Linked DNA regions of Bos taurus: region 1 is linked to region 2. Evidence: chromatin contacts called from public Hi-C data. All regions are on one chromosome and are shown on one strand. The core of a region is the stretch at or near the end of the contact, and the rest is flanking DNA. Distances in the headings are between cores, read along the strand shown. Region 1 has its middle 25 kb from the start of MIR2372. Region 2 holds the start of LOC112443556 (U6 spliceosomal RNA).

Region 1 (7,869 bases), core at 1,750-4,249, 34 kb after region 2:
TTCTTATGACGGTGTGTTGGAATTCAAGTCCTTTTTCTTGGACTCCTCTTAAGGAAAAGTTAATCTTTTAGTTCTAATATGAACTAGGGTGGCGGGTGTAAAAAAGGTAAAAAGTAAAATAAGCTTTTTATTTTTACAGACTATTCTTTTGAACTTGAGGTAGGCTTGAGAAGCCCCATAGAGGAAGTGAGATTTTAGCTGGACCTAAAGGATTTAAGGGCTTCCCTGGTAGCTCACACAGTAAAGAATCTGCCTGCAGTGTGGGAGACCCAGATTTGATCCCTGGGTTGAGAAGATCCCCTGGAGAAGGGAATGGCTACCCTCTCCAGTATTCTTGCCTGGAAAATCCCATGGACAGAGGAGCCTGGCAGACTGCAGTCCATGAGGTTGTCAGGAGTCAGGCACAACTGAGCAGTAACTTTCACGTTCAAAGGATTTGGATTAGTGGTTCTCAACTGTCCCTTCCCCTTTAGCCCCAACATATTAATACTAATACTGTAAGAATGTGACTTAGGCTTAAGGTAGTAGTAGTACTTTGGGGGTGACCTGATAAGTACCTCACCGTTCTGATGCACGCTCCAGGAGAATCCCTTCCTTTGCGTATCATTGATATCAGTGAAGGAAGGACAGAAGGAAAATATTCCAGGAAGGAGGCAAGATTACCAGGTACGGTTTTAAGAGGAAGAGCTATGTCATATTCAATACCTGTTTGTTTGGGGAAGTTCTAATATGAACATCCTTTAAAAATCTAATCTGAGAGTTAGTTTATATTTTCTGTGGGGAAATTTAACCAAAGTAATGAACAGTGTGGGCTTCCCTTGGGGCTCAGCTGGTAAAGCATCTGCCTCCAATGTGGGAGACCTGCATTCGATCCCTGGGCTGGGAAGATCCCATGGAGAAGGGAATGGTAACCCACTCCAGTATTGTTGCCTGGAAAATCCTGTGGCCAGAGGAGCCCAGTGGGCTACAGTTCATGGGGTCGCAAAGAGTCGGACACGACTGAGTGACTTGACAGCCAGCCAGCCAATGAACAGTGTTGTCATCCTAAATTCCTTAACTTCTATAGGGGTAAATACAGGAAACAGTCTTCCAGATAATGTATGTGGGTTATTTAATATTTCCACTTAGTATTATGTATGGAATTTTAACTGTAAAGTCTTAACATACTTCTCTAACATTCTTTCCCTGTCTTCTGGTCACTTGGTGAAATGTATATCGAAATGATGCACACAACACCTGAGTGTAATTGCCCATTTTCTCTGGGTTGCAGAGTGTTTCTGTGTGTATGTGTGATTGTGTTGAGACTTAGGAGACTAGCCATAAAAGTTGTTTTCAGTGAACACTTTCTCTTTGGAGAAGATTGAGAATGTGACCCAAGCTATTCAGTGTCCAGTGGTAAGTGATTATTTTAGTTTCGAATTTTACAAAATGATGTTATTGATCACTGTAATGAGATAACACCCAACCCTTGGGACTTCAAGAAATTGTAGGGCATAGAGTAGAAATTCTGTGTGTGTTCTGACTCGGAGAAAACTTGGAACTTAGTAAATGGAGATTGTGTTTGAAGGTGAATAGTGACCTCACGTCCTACTGCTCTTTTCCTTTACTCAGACCACTTGCAGTATACCCCCTTCCTTGCTGTTTTCTCAAATGCACACGTAGCCTTGGGTCCTTTGCATTTGTTCTTCCTTCCTTCTGTAATCCTGTTTCTCCAGACATGTGCTTGGATTGCTCTTGTACATCATTGAAGTCTCAGCTCAGAAGTCACCTCTTCAGCAAGGCTTTAGCTGTTTTCTTTAAAACAGCAAAATTACTCCCCCTCCCCACCCCTACACACTTGTTCCTCAGCTCTCCTTATTTCCCTTTGAGTTTCTTTTCTTTTTCCCCTCTGGTTTTCTGGTTTATTTATTGTCATCAGTATTTTCTTACTCTGCCCCGCACCCATCATGTAAACTTCATGGTAAAGTTTATGTAAACTTTATGTTGATCTATTTTTTTCATGTCTGTATACAGGAAGACATGCCTTTCAGTCTTCTTTTCTCTGGTTGCATGTTGGAATATAGAGGCCTTCCCTCTTCACCTTATAAATAAAGCTCGGTGTCAAGTGGTGATAGCCACCTTTCATAAGTGCTATGTCCTTTGAAAAAGTGATCATGAAAGAAACGCTAGAGCTATACTGACTATTGGGGAGTTGTCTGTGTTACGTCTGCCTTTCCTGGACTTTGGAGATACAAAAAGTTGTTCCTCTGTAGACTTTGTCATTTAGACTCCTGCATAAAACATCACTACTTAGAAACTAGAATCCTAATGAAACTTCCTTTCTCTATTAGTCAAAGAACAAATACATTTAGGTATTTAGATATTATGGAGACTTTTAAGAGCTGACATCTCTCTGTCGGGCTAAACTGAGAAAAAGCCCTCATACTTCATTCTTGAGCTGTCTCTTGGTTTGATAAACCTACCCCAGCTGTTGTATTAGCCACAAAAACACACTTGTGTTTGAATATACTGATGGCTTCCAGAGTCACCTTGCCTATTTTTTAATTTAAGAGAAAGGGCAAATGGCTAGTATAAAATAGCTTATCTTAAAGGACAAACTAAATGGAATTCCCCATTCTGGCATCTAAATTAGCTGAATTTTTAAGCAAGTTTTCATTTTCTGCCGTTGAAGTTGTCAGGAGTACTCAAGCTTTGGGTGATAAGTGGAAGCACTATCTACTGCTACCGTCCATATTTCCTATTCTCAAATACAACAAACAAAACAAGGAAATAACATATCACAGCTCATGATAATCAAATTGTATTGAGCAACTGACCTGAAAAGTCATAGGAAGGATGGTAAACATTCCCAAGAGATGCCCTTCTACCTTTTTTTCCCAAGTCCTGCTCAAGTAAAAATAGTTCCCATGAGAGTCAAAGGAGGAGTCAGCAGGGAGGGAGCCTGCCATGTCTGTCAGCACCACTCTAGTCCTACAGCTGTGGAGACGTGGAGACACAGGGACCTTGACTCCGGCATGGCTGTTCATTTCACTGGTGTTGCTTTCCTGCTTATGCTTTGCCAAGACCTCCAGTGTGACCTCTGTGTTGCTAAATCCAGTCCTTGGTTCTCAGTTCTCCTCTTGATTTGAACATGTGGCATGCCGGTCGCTCTGTCCTCAATGAACACTTTGCTCACTTGGCTGTCAGGATATCATACTCTTGGTTTTTCTTCCACCTTACTGGTCCTCACCAGTCAGTCTCCTTTCCTGATCTTTGAATTATGTAGCTATAGCCTAGACTCAGTCCAGTTTACTACTTTCTTGGTGATCTCATCCAGTCTTACAGTGTTAAGTACCATTATATGTTGACACTTCCCAAGTGTATAATCTCAGTCCTGATCTTTGCCTTGAATTCCAGGCCCGTATATTCAGCTGCCTGTTTGACATCTCCATCGGGATGTCTAACAGACATTTGAGACATAATATGTCCCAAACTAAGCTTCTGGTATCCTTTCCCCCCTGGTCCCCTTGCACTTCTCCTTCACAGTTAACAACACCTCCACCCTTCAGATTGGAAATCTTTGAGTCACCTTTGATGCCTCTTTCTCACTCCCAGTTTATCAGCAAATCCTCTTGACTTCACTTTTAAATGTATCTAGAATTTGCCAATATCTGTTCTCTGCTGACACACTCTTTCACCTGAATTACTGCATTAACCTCCTCACGAGTCTTTTAGCATCTACTTTTGCCCCACTAGAATTTTCTTCTTATCACAAAAGACAGAATAATCCTAATAAAACTTAAGCCAGATGATATTATTCATATGATCAAAACTCTCCAGTGTTTTCCTTTGTTACTCACTTGTACGCGGTCCGTAGAGCCCTACACAATCTGTTTCTTCATTAACTCTCTGACCACACTAAGGTAAGTTCAGTCGCTCAGTCGTGTCCAACTCTTTGCGACCCCATGGATTGCAGCACGCCAGGCTTCCCTGTCCATCACCAACTCCCAGAGCCTACCCAAACTCACGTCCCGGAGTTGCTGATGCCATCCAGCCATCTCATCCTCTGTCGTCCTCTTCTCCTCCTGCCTTCAGTCTTTCCCAGCATCAGGGTCTTTTCCAACAAGTCAGCTCTTCACATCAGGTGGCCAGAGTATTGGAGCTTCAGCTTCAGCATCAGTCTCTCCAATGAATATTCAGTTTGATTTCCTTGACATTGGCCCTCTAGCTATTCCTGGAACGTACCAAGCACTCTGCTCCCTCAGTACCTTTGCACTGTACTCTGCTGTCTCCGGGTTCTTCTTTCTCCAGGGAGCCACATCATTCATGTGGTCATTGCTTTCAGATCCTACCTTAGGTGTTGTTTTGTCAGATCTTCTTAGTGAGACCTTCCCTGAGCACTCTAAAATATAAATTAGGATATCTCCTTGTTTTATTTTTTATTCCTATCATTTATTACCTTTTAGTGTACAATAACTAATATACTATATGATTTACTAATTTATCTGTTCTCTTTCCCTCTTCCTGCCCCCACCTCAAGAATGTAATTCCTTGGAGAGTGTTTGTCTATTTTATTAACGTATCTTCAGCATCTAGGGTATAGTAGATGCCTAGTTCCTGTTTATTGAAAACGTGAATGAATTGTTTCTTTGAAAAAAATGGAAGGAAAGAAAAGCGCCATCCTGAATTAAGAATGCAGTATTCCATGGAACATTGTATTTTATTATTGAGCAGAAATCTTAGTGTATAACTTTTTAAAAGTGGTTTCATCATTTCCCTTGAATGTAACAACAGCATAGTAACCTTTTGCCTACTCTTTATTTTTCAGCTTTTTTATAAATAATGAATCCCTAGAGATTTCTTCTTGCCAACAAGAAAAATCAAAGTTATTCACTCTTATTTAGTTTGATTCTATGATTTAGATAGAACAAATGTTATTGTCCTACTTAGTAGATATATAAAATAAGATTTCAGTGTCTCTTATAACTCTGCTTTTAGTTAAATTCATGCTGCTGTTGCTGCTAAGTCGCTTCAGTCGTGTCCGACTCTGTGCGACCCCATAGACGGCAGCCCACCAGGCTCCCCCGTCCCTGGGATTCTCCAGGCAAGAACACTGGAGTGGGTTGCCATTTCCTTCTCCAAGTTAAATTCATATTAACACAGAAATATCTCCTCTCTTGGTAGTAAATGCCAAATTCCTTAAGTAGATTGAATTCTAGGTGGGATCATAAAGCATGAAAGAATATAAAACTAAATTTTACTTAATTGTGTCCAAATGTGGGCTGTGTACTAGTGCCCTGAGAACTTTGAGAGGGGAAAATAAGCTAGGAGAGCTTGAAGAAGATGGGCTTTGAAGGATAGACGGGTAGGAAGCCAGTGAGCGGAGAGGAAGCAGAGTCGGTCAGAAGATTATTGTCTGTTTCCTTTTCTTCAGTATTCCTGGAATCTGTGTCTCATACGTGGTTTATTTATTGAATGAAAGAATGAATGAATGTGATAATGAGCATTGTCCACTACGTGATCACTGAGAGCAGTTTGGCGAACAGAGTATGTGTTGGCAAAGAAAATGTACAAAGCAGTTTGATGAAGCCAAGTCTGGAACGTTTCGATGTCCAGATAAAGATTTCAGACTGGTTTGATTAAGTGTTAGCAATCCAGCCCATATTCTTACTAAATATTTACTAAGAAAACCCATGATGTAAATAGTGTGCTAAGAAGTTTTGTCTAAGATTATGGCTCCTTCCAATAGAACTTTCTGTGAGGATGGAAATGTATCTGTGCTGTCCAGTGTAATAGTCACCTACCATATGTGGCTGTTGAGCCTTGAACTGCAACTGGTGTGAACGAGAAACTGAATTTTAAACTTAATTTAAAAGCCTCCTGCAGTTAGTGGCTGCCGTATTGGACAATGCAAAAGGATATTGGCTGGGAAAGTGAGCGAACTAGGCCTGGGAAAACAAGCAGTGGTGTTTAGAGCAATCCCGCCATGAGTGACGACGTTTCGAAAGGGGAAGCATCTGCTGTCCAGAAAGAAGGACCAGCAGGATCGAATGAAAAGGAGACGGAAGGAGGAAGACTCAGACTCGCATAGCATCCAAGACTTTGGGTAATTAGGAATTATTAAGGGAACAGGATATTTGGAGCAAGCTGAAGGGTGGTTTGTTGGTTTGGGTGTAAGTACAAGTTTGGGTGTATTATGTCTTTGATGAAGATGTAATGGCCAAGTGGAGAGACTGTGTATTTGGAAATAGAGAATTTGGTGGTGATATTAGTGTAGAGATAATACCTGAAGTCATGAGTGGAAGAGCTTTGAGCAAATAATAGAGGAGTGAAGGTGGTGATTAGTGTCATACAGCAAAGAGAAAAGGATGAAGGCTGATTGAATTTAGTTGTGAAACTATAGGTTTAATAGAGGAAGAGACCCTAGAGATTGTCATCTAATCCATTCCGTTTACAGAGGAGGAAAGTGCTCAGCGATGGGAAATGAAGTGTTGAAGTATACACAGCTTGTGAGTGTCAAGTGGATGTCTTGACCCTAAATTCTCTGCTGACCCTTCCGTTTACTTCTCTTCTCATTATGTGAGCAAAACAGAAAAATCTTACTGAGGAATATAATTTCAGTTGACTAGGTGGGAAGCTGGTTAACAGACCGATAAGTGGAATATGGGATAGAGAAAGGACATTAGTAAGTGTGGACAGCTTCTTTAGGAAGCCTGGCGGGGAGGTGGGGGGTGGGGGGTGGGGGAAGGGCTTGAAATGGATGTAATTGGAAGAGGCAGTAAAATCAAACCCAAGTGTTTTTTTGGTCACAGAAATGTCGCTGAATGAATTATTCTGGCTTGACAGGCAAGGGATGAAAGTGACAGAAGTCTTAGCTCCCTTACTGGCACCTAGGAAGGCGGGTAATCGACCCGGGACTGTCCTCAGTGGGGTCAGAAGTCTTAGCTCCCTTACTGGAGCCTAGGAAGGCGAGTAATCGACCTGGGACTGTCCTCAGTGGGGTCAGAAGTAGACAATCCTTAGGTCTACTCAAACTGCTTAATGACTAAGCCTTCTGACTATGTATATACAGAAACAGTCATGCCTCACTGCATGTTATTCTCTTCTGGTTTAAGATGTTGATCGTTGGTGTGACTGCCATTTTACTTGGAAAGATATGACTTCATAATATTTCCTGTTCTTCAGACCACCTGATCCACTAAGATCTGAAAGGAATTCAGAGAGACAAATTTTTAGCATGAGTACTTTGAATATGTTCTTTTTATAACTTTTAATTATCTGACCACCACTATTTGAAGATATTTCCCAGAATATTAAAGAACCAACCACTATATAAATTAAGAAGTCTCTTGAAAGCCCCTTGGACAGCAAGGAGTTCAAATCAGTAAATTCTAAAGGAAATCAACCCTGAATATTCACTGGAAGGATGGTTGCTGAAGCTCTAGTACTTTGGCCACCTGATGCAAAGAGCTGACTTACTGGAAACAACCCTGATGCTGGGTAAAATTGAGGGCAGAAGAAGGGGGTGATAGAGGGTAAGATAGTTGGATGGCATCACCAACTCAATGGACATGGATTTGAGCAAACTCTGGGAGATAGTGAAGGACAGGGAAGCCTGGCGTACTGCAGTCCATGGGATTGCAGGGAGTCGGACACGACTGAGCAACTGAACAATGAATATAAGTTAAATGTGTCACAGCATGTTCATTGTAGCTCAGTAAAGCTAGGGTGAGGGAGAAGTGTCCCTGCTTCTCCATCCCCAAAAGGTATCTCAGGTGAACCTTTTTTACATCTTTAAAGTATTTGATGTCATATTACAAAAGGAACTTCTACTGAAATGGTGATCACAGACAATGAAAATGTAGGAAAGAGGAAGAGCTTAAGATTTGT
Region 2 (7,620 bases), core at 2,343-4,842:
TAATCATCATAGCTAATAATGAACGCTTCTAATTATATTCCTGTTTGCTTCCTAACATGTTGCCTCAGATGATTCCAGTGCAGTCAGCCCACGAGTTTTAAGAATTACTGAATCCGAATTTCTGGAGCTCCCATTCAGCCCGGTCGGCAAGCTTAGAGCTATCTGGACCGCTCCTGCTCTTTAATGACATGACCCCCAAGGTTGCCCCCATTCTCCATTCCAAATCAGTGCCCTAGTTTAGGCCTTCATCTGTCTCACTGCCCTTTCAGATTCTTTTTTTCTCCATGCTGGACACAGCTTGTGAGAGCTATCTGAAATACTAAAGTCATTGTCATTTCCACTGCTTAAAAAGCAGTCACTGGCTCCATCATTTCCTGAGGGGCAAAGAAAGTTCTTTAAGATGATACACAGGACCTCCCATGATTTAGCCCATGTGGACTTCTTTACCTCCTACAACTTAACAGCTAGTACTCCTTTCTCACGCTTTTTATTTTTCCTCTAAAGTTTTTCCTTTTGTCCATATCTTGACTTACTCTTTCATTCAGTCATTTGTTCAGCAAACATATAATGAGATGTTCCAGTCACTGTGGATACTGTGATGAACAGAAAAAGATGTGATCCTTACTCTCATGGAGTTTATTATCAGATGGGGACACATATTAAATAATCACTTGAGCAAATCTAAAGTTTCAACCGTGGCACATGCTACTGGAGCCTATTACAGGAACTTAGGACCTAGTTAAGGATGTCACTTCTGTGAGGAAATGGCAAAGATCTGGAGGGTAAGCTGAGGTAATTAGGTGATGGAGAGAGAACTCCAGGTGCAAAGGTGCTGAGATAGAAGGACGCTTTCCTGAGTACGAGGGACGGGATGGCAGGTGTGTGTGCGTGTCCATGCAAGCACACAGAGGGTAAGGCTGGAGAGAGAGAGAGGAAGGAGTTCATACAGAGGTTTGCAGACAGTGTTCAGGAGTTTTTCTCCATTTAAGAGGAATGAGTAATATCAAAGCATTTTAAGCAAAGGGGACAGTTGCACCTTTATGATTAGAAAATATCACTGTGTTTATGGTGTGAAGAGTAGATTAGACTGGGTTCAGGTGGGATGCAGATAGATGAGCTGGAAGGCTGTCGTGTCCAGAGAGATGACAGTAGTTTGGATCAAAGACGAGACGGTGGGAGCGGAAAGAAGAATTACCTAAGGGCGGGGGTGTGTCTTACTCCTCATGCCAATAGTTTGGGCTTCACTACGTGGGTCAGTGGTAGAGAATCTGCCTGCCATTGCAGGAGGTGCAGGATCGATCCCTGAGTCAGGAAGATCCCCTGGAGGAGGAAATGGCAACCAACTCCAATATTCTTGCCTGGAGAATCCCATGGACAGAAGAATCTCGAGGGCTAACAGTCCATGGGGTCGAAGAGTCAGATACGACAGAGCGACTGAGCACACATCCAATACTTTGGCCCTTGAATTATTGGTTTGATGAATTAGAAGTAAATAGATAGGGAGCAAGAAACGATATCTAGTTAGGGAGTTTGAGAGTGTATGCAGAGAAGTTTTTGAAATGGAGTAATCTTTCATTTAATTATTCATCAATACTTATTAAATACCAACTATGTACTAGGCAGTTTTCTAGGTAGTTAGAATACACCAGAAAACGAAACAGGCAAACATATGTGCTGTTATGGAGGCTTACTCTGTATTGAAGGAGATAACATACAGTAGATATAAAAATGAATAATATGTTACGATGAAGTGTGGTGAGTATTATGGGAAGAAAAGAGCAAAATTAGAGAAAGAAAGAGATTAGGGGTGTGTACAGAGGGGAGGGGAGTTGCAGTATAAGGTAAGGTAAGCCTCACTGAGAAGGTAACGTTTGAGTGAAGACTTGAGGAGATGAAGAAATTAGTCATGAGGCTGGCTTTCTGGGGGATAAGTACTCAGGCGGATGAAATAACTCCAGGGTAGGAGCTGACATTCCCTACCTGACGTGTCCAGGGAATAGCAAGACCAGTATGGAAAAGCTGAGTGAGGGGGGACAGTAGTACAAGATGGCCTCAGAGGGGTCACAGGTGGCCAGCCTGGGGAGAGCTTCATAGTGATATCTCAGTATAGACACTCTTCCGTTACATCTTTATAAAATACCGTGGGATCGGAGACATTTCCCCCCGTGTTTGTTTGCTTGGTAGTTGTTCCACTGAGTGTTTGACCTACCATTGTTTTAGGTTAGGGATCTGCACACTTTTTCTGTAAGTAGTCATTGTATTTTCCACCATATGGTCTGTCTTGCAACTACTCAGCTGTGTCGGAGCATGACATCAGTCACCCATACTATGTAAATGAATGGGCATGCCGGGGTTTGACTGGTGAACAGTGTCTGGGCCTCGGCCCATACTTTGCCCACCACAGTCTTAGGCACTGAGAATGTATGAGTGAAACAAACAAACAAAAATATTTGCTCTGGAGAAGTTTAACAAAACATATAAGTAAAGTGCATGATATGACAGTTGCGTAAGAGGATAAGGATTTCTAGGGAGGGAAGTTTTAAGCAGAGTGATCAGGGAAGACCTCACTGATATACAAGCGAAGACCTGGAGGATGCGAGGGAGCAGACCAAACCTCTGAAGGGAGACCTGAGGGAACAGCAAAGGGTAAGGTCCCAAGGGCCTGTACTATGAGGAAATGTTACGGAAGTTGGATTTTTTTTGGCATTGTTAAAGGGGAGAAAATGATAATGTACGTCAAGGCCGTAAGCTGTAGCCACCTGTCTGCCATGCCTGATGGGTGAGGAGCAATACTTGAAACAGTTCTTAACTAGTGAGAATTTGATCTGTATGTCTTATTTAAACTTAGGTTGTATGGTCTAAGTGTTAGTACCTTTCAAAAAAACGAAATTGAACCAAGTCAAGAGCTTATTGACTTTATTTGATGATTCATGGATTGGGCAGCATTCAGTCTGAGCCAAATAGAAACGAACTCTGAAGAGCTGTACAGAGAAAAAGACTTCTAGGCAGAAGGGAGCAGGAACAAGGAAGTTACACTCGTCCAAAAAGTGTGTTGGTTATTGCTAGGTTACTGTCCTCACAGAGGATGGCAAGGGTTACCTAACTAATGCTAATCAGCAGTTCCTGGTTGGCTGGTTTGAGTCCATTTCTGGGAGAGGCAAAAAACTGTAGTTTAGTTCTCAGTTTGATGTTACGAGAATTAGCATAAGAGACTCCATTTGGGGCCTACTGTGTTTTGTTTTGTTTTGTTTTTTTAGTAAATTTACTGTGTTTATATGTAGCTTTTTAAAAAATAGTCATGTCAACTGGCCTTGTCAAAGGTGTAGACTAAAACCCATTCTTTCTCATTCAGTAACAAATAGCTTGTAGACTTAGAGTATGTGAATTTCCCAGGGTTTATAAATAAGGAACACTACCCTCTGCAGTAAATTACTGCATGATGGCATTCTACTCTGTTCAAAAGAAAGGGAGGTTTGTAAGATTGAGTTAACTGAGCCGTGTGCAAAACCAGAAAGCCTAGGTGTAATGTTCTACCAAAGGGGAAAGAAACGAGGTGATGGGAAGGATAATTCCTGTTGCTGACCACAAGGTGGTACCCCTAGACCAGGAGAAGTAGGCGGAAGTGAGGAGATGACTCCTACTGTGACAGGCCATTAGTAATGAAGGAATTATACCTTGAGAAGTCACTAGTTCAGGGAATTGTTAGGATGTGGGCTGGACTGAGTAGTGACTATCATACGTAGTAGTAATAGGCGCTCTTTTTAAAGTACTGAACTGAATTGGTAACTGTGGAAATGGAATTGACAATAGAAGAGTGGGTAGAATTTACTGACAATGTTAGAATTAAAAATAGAGATATTGTTGTATGGCCGAAACCAACACAAATTGTAAAGCAATTATCCTCCAATTAAAAATTTTTTAAAAAATAAATAAATAAAGTGACTTCCCTGGTGGTCCAGTGGCTGGAACTCCAGGGTTCCAATGCACTGGGGTCTGGGTTCAATCCCAGGTCAGGGAACTGGATCCCATATGCTGTAACTAATCCCATATGCCACAGCTGAGACCCAGTGCAACCAAATAAATGAATAAATAAATACTTTTAAAAATAATTAAAGATAAAATTGAAAGTCCTAAAGTCTGCTTGGGAGAAGTAGTAAAATAATGTCTGTTTTCCTAAAAACAAAAACATTGAAAATTGTATTTTTTAAATGAAAACCAATAGAGATCTTTCTCGTTTGTGTATTTAGTGTCAGTTTGGTAGCTGATACTATCAAGGAAACGATCCCGGATGGGAAAGTAGGAATAAATCAGAGATGAAGATGTGTTTTGACTTTTCAGTTGTTCTCTAGTAAAGGTACTTTATAGAACAAAACTCATATGCCAAAGAAAGTAACTTTTAGGCTATTGACCCTAACTCAGAGGTCTAGAATGTGTGAAATGAAGGGAAAGTCACTCAGTCATGTCTGACTCTTTGCAACCCCATGGACTATACAGTCCATTAAATTCTCCAGGCCAGAATACTGGCGTGGTAGCCTTTCCCTTCTCCAGGAGATCTTCCCAACCCAGGGATCCAACCCAGGTCTCCCTCTTTGCAGGTGGATTCTTTACCAGCTGAGCCACAAGGAGGTCCAGAATGTGTATGTTTGTTCTAATGCAGTATATTTCTGTGGTGACCCGCAAGATGCCTTTATTATCCTTAATGATCTTACACTAACTTTTAATGTGGTTGTCCTAAGAGTGGAATTGAAGGTGTAGCTAGGATGTTCTTGACCTTGGCAGACTTACCATGCACAGTTATCATCATAAGGATGCCTCTCCAAGTTTTATTTGGTTTTATTTTTAACATCTGAGTTGTATTCCTTCTGTGACGAAGGCTCAACATAATGCAAAGGCAAGTTCACTCTTTAAGTTGAATTTAACCTCCTTTTCCTTTATATTACAAAATATATAGAGACCTTAGAGTAATTAGACCTCTAAAGGAACATAGTATGTGCCTATACCTTCTGCTTTCCCCTTTTATTCACAGAGGATTTGAGTACTTTATCAGTAACCTTCAGTCTTAAGAGGGAGGGAGAATTTTGGCCCCCAAAGTCCACTACTCGTTTTTATTTTTTTTTAATCCAGAACATTGTTACAAGAATTTGTCTTGTGACTATTAGCTTCCCAAAGACTCATAGGTAGATAAATAGAAGGACAGACCAGGATCATGTATGATAGAAGATGATTACTGGAACAGATTGGTTTTTCTTCAATGATCATAATGCAGCATTTTATCTAAAGAAAGATAGGCAGCTTTGGCAAGTTAGCAAAATATTGTAAGTATTTGTTTAGTTAGTTTGTAAGTATTAGCTTTAGTAAGTATTTGTTAATATTTGACTTGTTTCAGTGTTACATCATCATGACCTGTGATTTCGTCAGTCAGTGGGAGCAGACCAGATTTCATACTTCAGGATCAGCATGTATTTATTAGGCATTAGTGTCTCTCATTTTATCTATGGTTTGACTTTGAAAGCATCTTATTTCCTAAATAGAATCCTTTAAAATATGTAAAAGATGTTTGATTTCAAAAATCAGTCTTTGGACAAATCTCTTTGTAAAAAGAATTAGCAAGGATTTGTTGGTTTATATATTACAAAAATATATCTTTAGCCAAAGATCAAGTAAAATATTTGTTGGTGGTAGTTTAGTCGCAAAGTTGTGTCCGATTCTTGTGACCCCATGGACTGTAGCTCACCAGGCTCCTCTGTCCGTGGGGTTTCCCCCGCAAGAATACTGGAGTAGGTTGCCATTTCCTCCTCCAGGAGATCTTTCCAACCCAGGTCTTCTGCATTGCAGGTGGATTCTTTACTGACTGAGCAATAGAACTGGCAACTACATTTTATTTTATCACAGTAACATCTTACTGGGGTAAAGAGCCCTGACACAGATTTCAATATCATTGTAATGAGGAAGCTAAGAATTTAGAAACCTTGATTACAAAATGAGCCCCTTGCAACACAAATGATTTTCAGCCAAAAGATCGCTGGCTATTGCCAGGTGATTAGCAAAAACGCAAAGACTATTAAGGCTATGGGCTAAGCCTAAGCAAGCTCCTCATTTTACAGATCCAAAAATGTTGGAAAAACAGCCTGAGGTAATAACTGTGATACTAGGGACCCTGGGTCCCTTCTGATTCCATGTTCAGCTTTCTTGTCTTTCTATCCTGTTTGTATGTCAGAATTGAAGAACATGATTGTTGTGATCAAGTAGGGGACAAGAAAGGGGGACAAAGTTTTTCTTTTTTCAAAATAACTTAAATAAGCTTTTTGAATGTGAGCAGTGACAGAGGCTGATTTTCCCACTACTCTTGTTTGGTTTCTTCTGTTACTACTTTTAAACAACTCTGGTCATCTTTTACAGATGAGTAACAAAAGTCATCCTTCTGACTACTACCCTTTGCTGTTGTGGGTCTTGCCAAAACTAATCTTGTAGCCATCAGTAATGCCTGGAGGTAGCTCAAAGAGAAAACTGACCTAAAGAATGGCCTTCTAGCAGTGAGATTCTGGGATGCTAGATGAATTTGGAGTCTCCCTGGGCTCCATCAGGAAACTGCAAATCAGGAAGATCCTTGGCAGTCACAGATGTAAATCTGTGTTTTAAACAATTCACTAAGGACCCTAGAGGCCCATGAAAAATACGGAGTGCTTCAGGAATTTGAGTATCATCCCTGTGCAGGGCCCGCGTTACTATACTCTGTGTTCCAATTTCAGTATATGTGCTGCTGGAGCAAGCGCTGGGGTGTTCTCACATCGTCATTTTGAATACTTGGTCATACTGGTCCATCAGCTCTTGGTTGTTCTAGTTCTTCGGTGTTCTTCTTAAATTATAGTCTCCAAAACAGAATACAGTTTCCACATGTGGTTACGAGAGCTTAGCTATCGCTTTTCTCGTTTATTTATTTCATTGCTCCAGGTCTTAGTTGCAGCATGGGATCTAGTTCCCTGACCAGGAATCAAACCCAGGCCTCCTGCATTGGAAGCCCAGAGTCTTAGCCACTGGATCGCCAGGGAAGTCCCTATCACTTTTCTGATTCTAAGATCCGATATGCTTCTTTTAATATATTTAACTCTAGTTTGAAGTTTCTTTTCCTTTTTGCAATCTTTTTCATATCTTTGATTTTCACCTGGTGAAAGTCATAGAATTTAATTCAGAACAGTTGAAATTTTTGTTGATAGTGCTTTAAAAATACAGATGCCCACTAATTTTAAGAATGTTATAAGACTTTGCTAGTGAACTTTGTTTTATCTTTAAAAAAAATTACTTCCCAACTTCCAAATAATAGAATTTTCAGCCTACTGGGATAAAGGAAGCCTCTGAAATTATAACAGAGTTTCTTAGGAAATCAGAAGTGATATGGATCTGCCTGGTTCAGTAGGGCCCTAATTTACTTACAGTAAGATAGCACATGTTGCTTTTCTATCATATTTGTGATTGTATGATCTTAGATGTCTTGAGGGCAGGAGGAGAAGGGGACAACAGAGGATGAGATGTTTGCATGGCATCACCAACTTAATGGACATGAGTTTGAGCAAGCTCCGGGAGATAGTGAAGGACAGGGAAGCCTGGCATGCTGCAAACAGT

What was found. A called contact is a pair of places that touch in the nucleus more often than the background predicts.
Region 1: a contact with region 2 is called in a Hi-C map of liver, with 2.0 times the contacts expected there. The contact joins two enhancer-like sites.

What each region holds. Positions count from the first base shown.
Region 1 is chr22:56,029,237-56,037,105 of ARS-UCD2.0, forward strand. It overlaps a transcript of TMCC1 not described here. Among named protein-coding and RNA genes, the nearest start is that of MIR2372, 25 kb to the right of the region's middle. Within about 2 kb of position 3,000, at least 10 of the 102 cell types and tissues checked have an H3K27ac peak or open chromatin away from gene starts, as enhancers often do. A contact at or near this core is called in liver, where this site is marked.
Region 2 is chr22:55,994,864-56,002,483 of ARS-UCD2.0, forward strand. It overlaps LOC112443556 (U6 spliceosomal RNA), which reads right to left and starts at 6,773; the gene lies at 6,670-6,773. It also overlaps a transcript of TMCC1 not described here. Within about 2 kb of position 3,593, at least 7 of the 102 cell types and tissues checked have an H3K27ac peak or open chromatin away from gene starts, as enhancers often do. A contact at or near this core is called in liver, where this site is marked.